Linked DNA regions of Pan troglodytes: region 2 is linked to region 1. A link is a contact called in public capture Hi-C data. All regions are on one chromosome and are shown on one strand. Each heading gives the region's core, a stretch centred on a gene start, on an enhancer-like site or on the middle of the called end of the contact. The rest is flanking DNA. Distances are from core to core; before and after follow the strand shown. Region 1 has its middle 35 kb from the start of OSMR. Region 2 overlaps EGFLAM (EGF like, fibronectin type III and laminin G domains).

Region 1 (3,817 bases), core at 752-3,251:
TTAATATTCCTTTTTTTGCAGTTTAATTAGGCATAAATAAAAAGCCACGTGAAGCCTGGAGATACTGGACATAGCAGATTTGTCAAGCCATTTTTCCCACCACCAGTGCCTGAGCACGACCTCATTTATCTTGGTCAATGAAGCTCAAGGAAGCATTGCACTTTGGCTTCCGCTTTAAGTTTTGTATGTTGATATGTATCCCATGTCTTCTAACAATAAAGTGCTATTTCACTGACATTAATCACTGTCAAAGTCTTTCTGGTAAATTCCTTAGGCACTCGCCTTGCGGGAAAAGGCATCGGTTTGCCATATCCTAAGAAATGGGCTGTTCATAATGTTGTGTTGTAACTTGATTCTTGTGAGGCATTGGTTGAATAGAATAATAGACCAGAGTCAATGACGATACACAGAGGCTAGCCCTTCAAAGATGGCTCCAAAAATTAATTCTTGTTTTTATTTGCCTATAGTGTCAGTTCAATTGACTAATAATATGACTCTTGGTCATATTACTATGATTAAGAAAAGGTACCAGTTTTCAAATAGTCTAGGTGTTTAATCTAAAATTACATAACAGTTTCTTGCTGTTTGGGAGTATAGGGTAGCCAGGCAGGATCCTTGCACTTAAGAAACTTAAAATGTAATACATGAAAAAGCAAGTGAACAAAAAAAACCTTGGTTATCAATTGGTCAACTGCATTAATTGAGCATCCATTTGAGATAGAGCAGTGGTCTTCAAACTTTTTTGAATGCTTTTCTCCTAAAAGAATTTTTTTTTATTATTATTATACTTTAAGCTCTAGGGTACATGTGCACCACATGCAGGTTTGTTACATATGTATACATGTGCCATGTTGGTGTGCTGCACCTCCTAAAAGAATTTTTAAAAGCTGGACACCTGCTCCTATTTCTGCTGCCAATGTGAAGGTATCAAAAAGAAATTGCCATTGGGGGCTGCTACGCAGGCACAATACGCTATGCTAATTAACGAAGACCGCTTCAGGTAGGATCAAAAAACATGACTGGTTTATTAGGATGCTAGTTTTAGACGGAGTCTCACTCTGTTGCCCAGGCTGCAGTGCAGTGGCACGATCTCGGTTCACTGCAACCTCCGCCTCCCGGGTTCAAGCGATTCCCCTGCCTCAGCCTCCTGAGTAGCTGGGATTACAGGCGCCTGTCACCATGCCAGGCTAATTTTTATATGTTTTTCGTAGAGATGGGGTTTCACCATGTTGGCCAGGTTGGTCTCGAACTCCTGACCTCAGGTGATCCGCCCGCCTCGGCCTCCTAAAGTGCTGGGATTACAGGCGTGAGGCACCGTGCCCGGCCGGGTGTGCTGCATTTTCAGCACGTACACCAAGTGTCTCCTCATGGGGCTAATGTGTGGGAGCAGGGAAGCCACAGTTCACTTTCCAGAACCCAAAAGGGGCAAAGTGACATCATAAAATTGTCAGAATGTCCCTTGACACAACCGTACTTGTTTGTCTGCAGCACCGTGTCCTTGGTGAGCCCCTCTTCCCTTCTGGACATGAAGACATCGCCCAGAAGTAACTCTTTAACTTAAGATATCTTTAACGTAAGATAGAATCAAGTTCTTTTTGAAGCAAAAACTGCATAGTCACAGCTATTACTAGAAAAAAAAAAAAAAAAAAACAAGTTCAGAGAATCAAGCACTTGTCCTCGTAAGTTTTGATTACTATTGCCTTTGGGTCAGATTCTCTCATTAGAGTCAAATAAATGTTTTCCATCATGACCAAAAAATGTTTTATACAAATTCCATTTCCCAGAACTCTGTGAATGAAATGGAAACCCCCTTTTCTGGTTGTGGAAAAAAACCAATCCAAAACAAACCCCACAACCTCCCAGCTCCATCTTTCTTAAGTACCCCCTGTTTTTGCTAGGTGGCGCCATAGGCTAATGCATGGGTCTTCCTCGGCTTCCCGGGCGGCCGCCTTCTGTGAGGCAGGAACAAAGGCCTTTGCGGTTCCCTTGGAGTTTAAGATCAGACCAGCCCACAGGAGATGAGATCCGTTTGCCAAGACTCGCCTCTGTCGTGTTAGGAGCTGCCCCCTCCCCTCTCCTGATTGATCACAGCTGGTAGTGAGGGGATTCTTGGCCATGTGCTTTAGCCGTTCTTGAGGGAAATTCTGGGGGATCTTAAACTTGATCCTAAATATTGCGTTTCTCTCTATCTAAGTCTCCTAAAAATTGTTCATGTATTTGGGGAGGAAGGCTCACGCTCATATTGAAGAGTGAAAGGAAGGGGACAATAATTCAAAGGTTTGCACCAACTCCCTCCCAATCCCCTGCACAAGGTTAATGTGTGGGGAAATCCCTGTCCTTCCTGAGAGCCCTGATGTTTCCCAGTCTGGCAGGGGCCAGGACAACCTTTCTCCATCCTGCAGGTCACAGAGCCAGCTTGTTGTGGAGGAACAGGAGGCCCTGTTGTAGGAGGGGTGGCACAGGTCCCACAAGCCCTATGGGGTTTGGAGGACACCCAGGCGCCTACTGACTTAGCAAGAGAATCCCCTTTCCCACCCTGCTAGAGGCCTGAAGCTCCAAATTACTGACTTCTTTGCCTTAAAGCATTAGAGACTCCCCGAACACAAATATGACAGAAAAGCTTTACTTGGAAATGTTGGAGGATGAATTGCAAAATGGCACTGCTCGGAGAGATCCCCAGGGAGGAGCTGGTCGTGGACCGGGCGGGGCGGCGAGGGCTGCAGGGAGCAAGAGCAGAACACTGGAGTGGAGGCGACTTCACTGCCTTCGCGCCTCCAGGAGGAACCACGGCTTCCTTCTGCCTGCAGTGTCTGCAGCCTGGGAGTCCCCCAGATCCGTGATGGCCAAGGCCGCATGCCCCGGAGAATCTGGATTTCAAATACTGTCCTGATAGCTGCCTAAACACCCACATAGTAGTCCTCCCATGGGTCCTGGTTGGGGTTCAAACACATTCCTACCCTACCCAGCCTTCCCTGAAATCCGCGTCATGCTGAGGGCAGCCCTGACAGTGGCCGCGGGTCCTTGTTGAGGACGCAAGAGGAGGAGGAGCCTCAGCCAGGTGAAAGATCGTCCATATATTCCAAGAAGGAAGCTTCATAAACATGCAAACCTGCACAGCACAGGACACACTAGTAGGAATGCTCTTAACATTGCAAGTCAGAGGACAGATTCCAGAAAATAGAAGGGAGAAAATACATAAGTAATATATAAAAGTCAAAACGGGAAGGAGAAGAGCTTTTAAAAATTGACAAAAAACATATTCATATATAGAGATTATATATTAATGTATATATGAATATATATGACATATATATAGTCACAAGAAGAAAAACACAAAAACTCCAAAATTAGAGAGAGAAGAAGCTGGGAATAAAAACATATATATCTATGGATTTTTCATGACTATATTTTGAGTTCACTTGTGATACTCATCCAAAAGATATTTATTTGAGCAATTGTAGAAATGTGTATGATGCCATGTCCATCTCAGTATCTCTGTTTCAACCTTGAGGAATCTATCAGCCCTTCCTGCATTTATCTCTGTCACGGGAACAATGCTTCTTTTGGCAGTAAACATCAGTATACTTAAGTGCCATGAGTCATATTTTCAATTTTTAATTAAATCATGGTCTAGCTAAGGTTTGATTTATTTTGGCCTGAATTAATTTAGACCCTGGTCCACATAAATTTACATAGTTTATTTAATCCAGCTCATGACTGCATAGATTGTAAAATCCCTTAGATAGCTACAGTGTAGATCGTAAAAATCACCCTCTTATCAAGCAAGGAATGGTAGAATATAATCTCTGGGGGTGGT
Region 2 (4,168 bases), core at 712-3,211, 370 kb after region 1:
GCTCTGGGAGTGGCTCAGATGCAAAAGTCCTGGAAACCCCTACTCTGTTATGGGTTAACTCTTGGGTTGCTAGACTATGAGGTGATTCTCAAGGAAGGAGCCAGGGCAGAGGGTGGGGAACCTATTTACTCACTGTTAGCAGAAGTATTTCAGCATTTAACTCTTATTAAGGAATTATGGTAGTTTATAAATAATCATCTAATAAGTTATTGAAATAATTGATCAAAATAACCAGTATGGTTGTACCACTGTTACAACTCTTCCATTAAGAGTTGTGGTCCCCCAATTGGCTGTCCGTTCCTTCCACTCCCTCCAGGGAGCTGTGCCTCAGACCCCTGAGCGTACCTTTCTGGCAGTGAAGCCCCTCAAAGCCCAAGGGGCAGTCACAGTCATAGCCCTCCTTCCTGGGCCGGCAGCTGCCCCCATGGGCACAAGGGGCTCTCACACAGGGGTGGGCCGCATTCTCCACATTCACTCCGGAGGTGAAGTCATGCTTCACATGGATGGTTCGGTCATTCAGGATGATCTTGAGAGAGAAAAACATAAAGAAATTCAGGAATTAAGAAACATCTTTGTAGTCTTCTAAAGCTTCCCTTGGCACATTAACCTGAGCTACACATAGGGAGATTAAAAAAAATTTTTTTAAGTCCAGTTTCCACTTTTTTTTTTTTTTTTGGAGATGGAGTCTTTCTGGGTTGCCCAGGCTGGAGTGCAGTAGCGCAATCTTGGCTCACTGCAACTTCTGCCTCCTGGGTTCAAGCAATTCTCCTGCCTCAGCCTCCCAAGTAGCTGGAATTACAGGCACCCGCCACTACGCCCGGCTAATTTTTGTGTTTTTAGTAGAGATGGGGTTTCACCATGTTGGCCAGGCTGGTCTCGAACTCCTGACCTCAGGTGATCTGCCCACTTCAGCCTCCCAAAGTGCTGGGATTACAGGCGTGAGCCACCGCGCCAGGCCTAGTTTCTGCTTTCATAGTCTTGTCATCTATGCAGGAGCTGAAGTGATCCCAAGTTGATCCACTTGGGAGAATCTGCAGAGTGACGCGCTCCTCTGGTTCCGGAAGACTGGCCACTTGGTTAGGTTGTAAAGAAGTCCCAAGAACTACAAAGTTCGGATTTCAACCCAGCTGCACATTAGAACCACCTGGGGGGCTCTTAAGAAATACTAATGCCCAGACCCGCCCAGACCCATTGAACCAGAATCTCTGAAGGTGAGACCAAGTCGTCAGTAACTTTAAAAAGTTTTTGAGAGTCACCTCAGAAGATGCAGCCCAGGCTGGGAGACACTGGTATATAAAGCAGAGTGGGGAGAGTGCAAAACACAGCGTTACGGAGGCGGAAGTCAAACAGGGCACCCTGGCTCCCGGTGGCTGTGGAATCCAGAGACACTTCCTAGTGTAATCCTTTATGTTTCCAACTAATGTTCTCAAGCAGTCTTCTAAAATTCCATCAGCTGGACCTCCCCGATTGTCCCACTCACTCCTGCTATCCTCCTTCCCTGACGTTCCTGAATCCCCTCCCTCTGCACATTCCCTTCCCCACTTAAGAAACAAAAGTGAAACACAGGTCGCATTCTTTACCCCACTGTGCATGGATTTACTGGTGCTCAAGAGCTCCCTTGCACCTTCTGCCCTGCAATGTGACTCTAGTGAAACTGATAAATTATGAGGAGGGGCTACTGGGTTCCCTAGCCCCAAATAAATGGATCCAACTTTACCAGCCCTTGATTCAGAATATGTATTTACTTTGAACTGTTGCTGGCTTTGCAGAACTTCGAGACAGACAGTAAGAACACCTCCCAGGGGAACCCCCACTGCCCAGGGGTTATAAGAGGTTAGCAATGGCACTTCCTGCCACGAATCTAAGCTTCCAAAGGCTTGCCTGGCCCTTGGAGAGCATTGGGAGAGTTGAGAGAAAACTTTTCCCCAGTCCTGAATCTGAGAAGCTGCTAGAAAGTAGCCAGGATCCTTTTACAATCTCCCCCTTTCAGGCTGCAAGTGAAGGACCATGAAACTGCGTAATATGTGCTGAGACAAGCCAAGAATGGCACTGTTCACTACAGGACATGGCCCAGCCCGTGAATCAGGCAAGAGAGGGTGGTCTTTCTAGCAGGAGATAGGGAGAGGGTTGTGTGTGCTGCGTGAAGGGGAGGGCACAGCCTGAGAAGAGCGGGCAGAGGATGGGAAACGTCTTAGCATCCCAGCTTGTTTCCTAGGTGAGAATTTGAAACACCTGGTTAAGCATGGCCAATCCCACTCATGGGGGAGAATGGTCTGAACTGAGGTATCACAGACCTCGAAGTTCAGTAACAAAGGGAAACACGTGAATGTCAGCAAATGTTGACTGGGCCTGACACTGTGATGGGAGATAAAATGGTCACAGTACCAGGGGCCCTTTTCAGTGAAAGGAGGGACTTCTTTCATCATTCCTCCTTCACCTTAGCCTCCCTCATGCTCCATCTCAGGTCCAAAAAGGATCCTTTAGCCACCATTGGTCACTAAAGGAAAACAGGATGAAGCTAACACCCAGGAACTAAACGTGCTTTTCTTCAGATCCTTGTTCTCCCAGTGTTTGGTGGTTCTGCCCACCTGGGCTGGGGAGTCAAGCTGCAGGTCTGTTGCAGACAGAGCATGACTTCATAACCACAGAGATCATGGGCAGCCCCAAGAGAAGGAATAAAAGAGAGCAGGCCAGAAGCAGTGGCTCATGCCTGTAATCTCAGCACTTTGGGAGGCCAAGGTGGGCAGATCACGGGGTCAGGAGTTCGAGACCAGCCTGGCCAACATGGTGAAACCCTGACTCTACTAAAAATACAAAAATTAGCTGGACGTGGTGGCAGGCGCCTGTAATCCCAGCTATTCGGGAGGCTAAGGCAGGAGAATCGCTTGAACCCAGGAGGTGGAGGTTGCAGTGAGCCGAGATCACGCCACTGCACTACAGCCTGGGCGACAGAGCGAGACTCAGTCTCAAAAAAAAAAAAAAAAAAGAGAGAGAGAGCAGGGAGTCAGTATCTTTCACTGAATGTTTTTTTCCTGAACCTTCTAGGGAAGAACTCTTTAATCTGTGCTCTTAAGAGCTTGGTTACATGATCAATGAACACCAACTGCTAAAGTGTAGGGGTGGGGATGAGCACTGGCTCTAATGTTGAGCAAACTGCAAAGTACCGCAAAAGAGAAGCGCAGAGCCAAGGTTGCTATTCACCTCCGTCCACCTCCTTCCCTACTGTGGAAGTATCTGCAGACACATGATGCCATTTCACTCCCTCAGCAGTCCTAATATAGTTTGGTAGATTTGCCATAAAAATTCATCATCACCAAGTAGCATTCATGGAATGTCTGCCGGGCATAGACCCAGGAGCAGATGTTCTAAGAAAGTGAGGTTGGAAAGCCATGCTGTGGGCATTAAAATAGAAATTTTTAAAAATGTTAAAACTTTCTCAAAGTGTCTTTCTTGGGTGCAGCAGATGACACTGATCATAATCCTCACTTTCTTTGTCTACAGTCTGGGTGGCCCAGTAAACATGAGGAAGAGATGCCTGTACCTTCTGGATGCTCCCGCTGAAAGGCTTCAGGACACCCGAGTTCTTCTTCACATCATCATAATTGGGGACTCCGCCAATGAAAATGTCTGTGTTGCACTTAATCTGTGTGAAGCCTCCCTGCCAAAAGATTAAAAACAAAGCATTGTATGACTTTAAAACAGATGTTCAAAATGATCAAATGTGTCTTCGGTTCCCTGTTGGGGAACAAAATGGTAGATAGAGCCTCGAGACCCATCATGACAATCTGTCTACACATGGGCTTCACTTTCACAGTGTTTCTCATTGCTCCTTACCACCTGCCTGAATGTTGGTGAACGTCCTAAAGTCTCTGAGACTTCATTTCATTGTCTGCAAAATGGGAGTCATTGTATCTACCTCATAGCTATGTCATGATGACTGTGGCAGACTGCACTACCGTTCACAGGTACCCCTCCCCACAGGAAGATTGCCTCCAACCTGTCGGCTCAGATGAGCTTGTGTGACTTCTTATAGCCAATAAAACATGAGCAGAAGAGAAAAGAATCACTTCTGGGCAGAAGCTCAGAGCCAGAGAGTAGTTCACCATGCCCTTTTCTCCTTCCCTCTGTTCCTTCAGCCCAGATCTCAGATTACAGCTGCAGCTAACCA

What was found. Capture Hi-C pulls out chosen DNA fragments and counts their contacts.
Region 2: a contact with region 1 is called in a capture Hi-C map of stem cell-derived neural stem cells, with 6 times the contacts expected there. The contact joins two enhancer-like sites. A contact is called at or near these places in 5 of 7 Hi-C or Micro-C datasets (blood, induced pluripotent stem cells, a lymphoblastoid cell line and 1 more) and 1 of 1 other capture datasets (stem cell-derived neural stem cells).

Annotation. Positions count from the first base shown.
Region 1 is chr4:73,986,685-73,990,501 of NHGRI_mPanTro3-v2.0_pri, forward strand. No RefSeq gene overlaps it. Among named protein-coding and RNA genes, the nearest start is that of OSMR, 35 kb to the left of the region's middle. Within about 2 kb of position 2,002, at least 11 of the 24 cell types and tissues checked have an H3K27ac peak or open chromatin away from gene starts, as enhancers often do. A contact at or near this core is called in stem cell-derived neural stem cells, where this site is marked.
Region 2 is chr4:74,358,275-74,362,442 of NHGRI_mPanTro3-v2.0_pri, forward strand. EGFLAM (EGF like, fibronectin type III and laminin G domains) reads right to left here. Exons shown (of 22, transcript XM_016953398.4): 16 at 3,542-3,658; 17 at 346-526. Among named protein-coding and RNA genes, the nearest start is that of LIFR, 160 kb to the left of the region's middle. Within about 2 kb of position 1,962, at least 1 of the 24 cell types and tissues checked has an H3K27ac peak or open chromatin away from gene starts, as enhancers often do. A contact at or near this core is called in stem cell-derived neural stem cells, where this site is marked.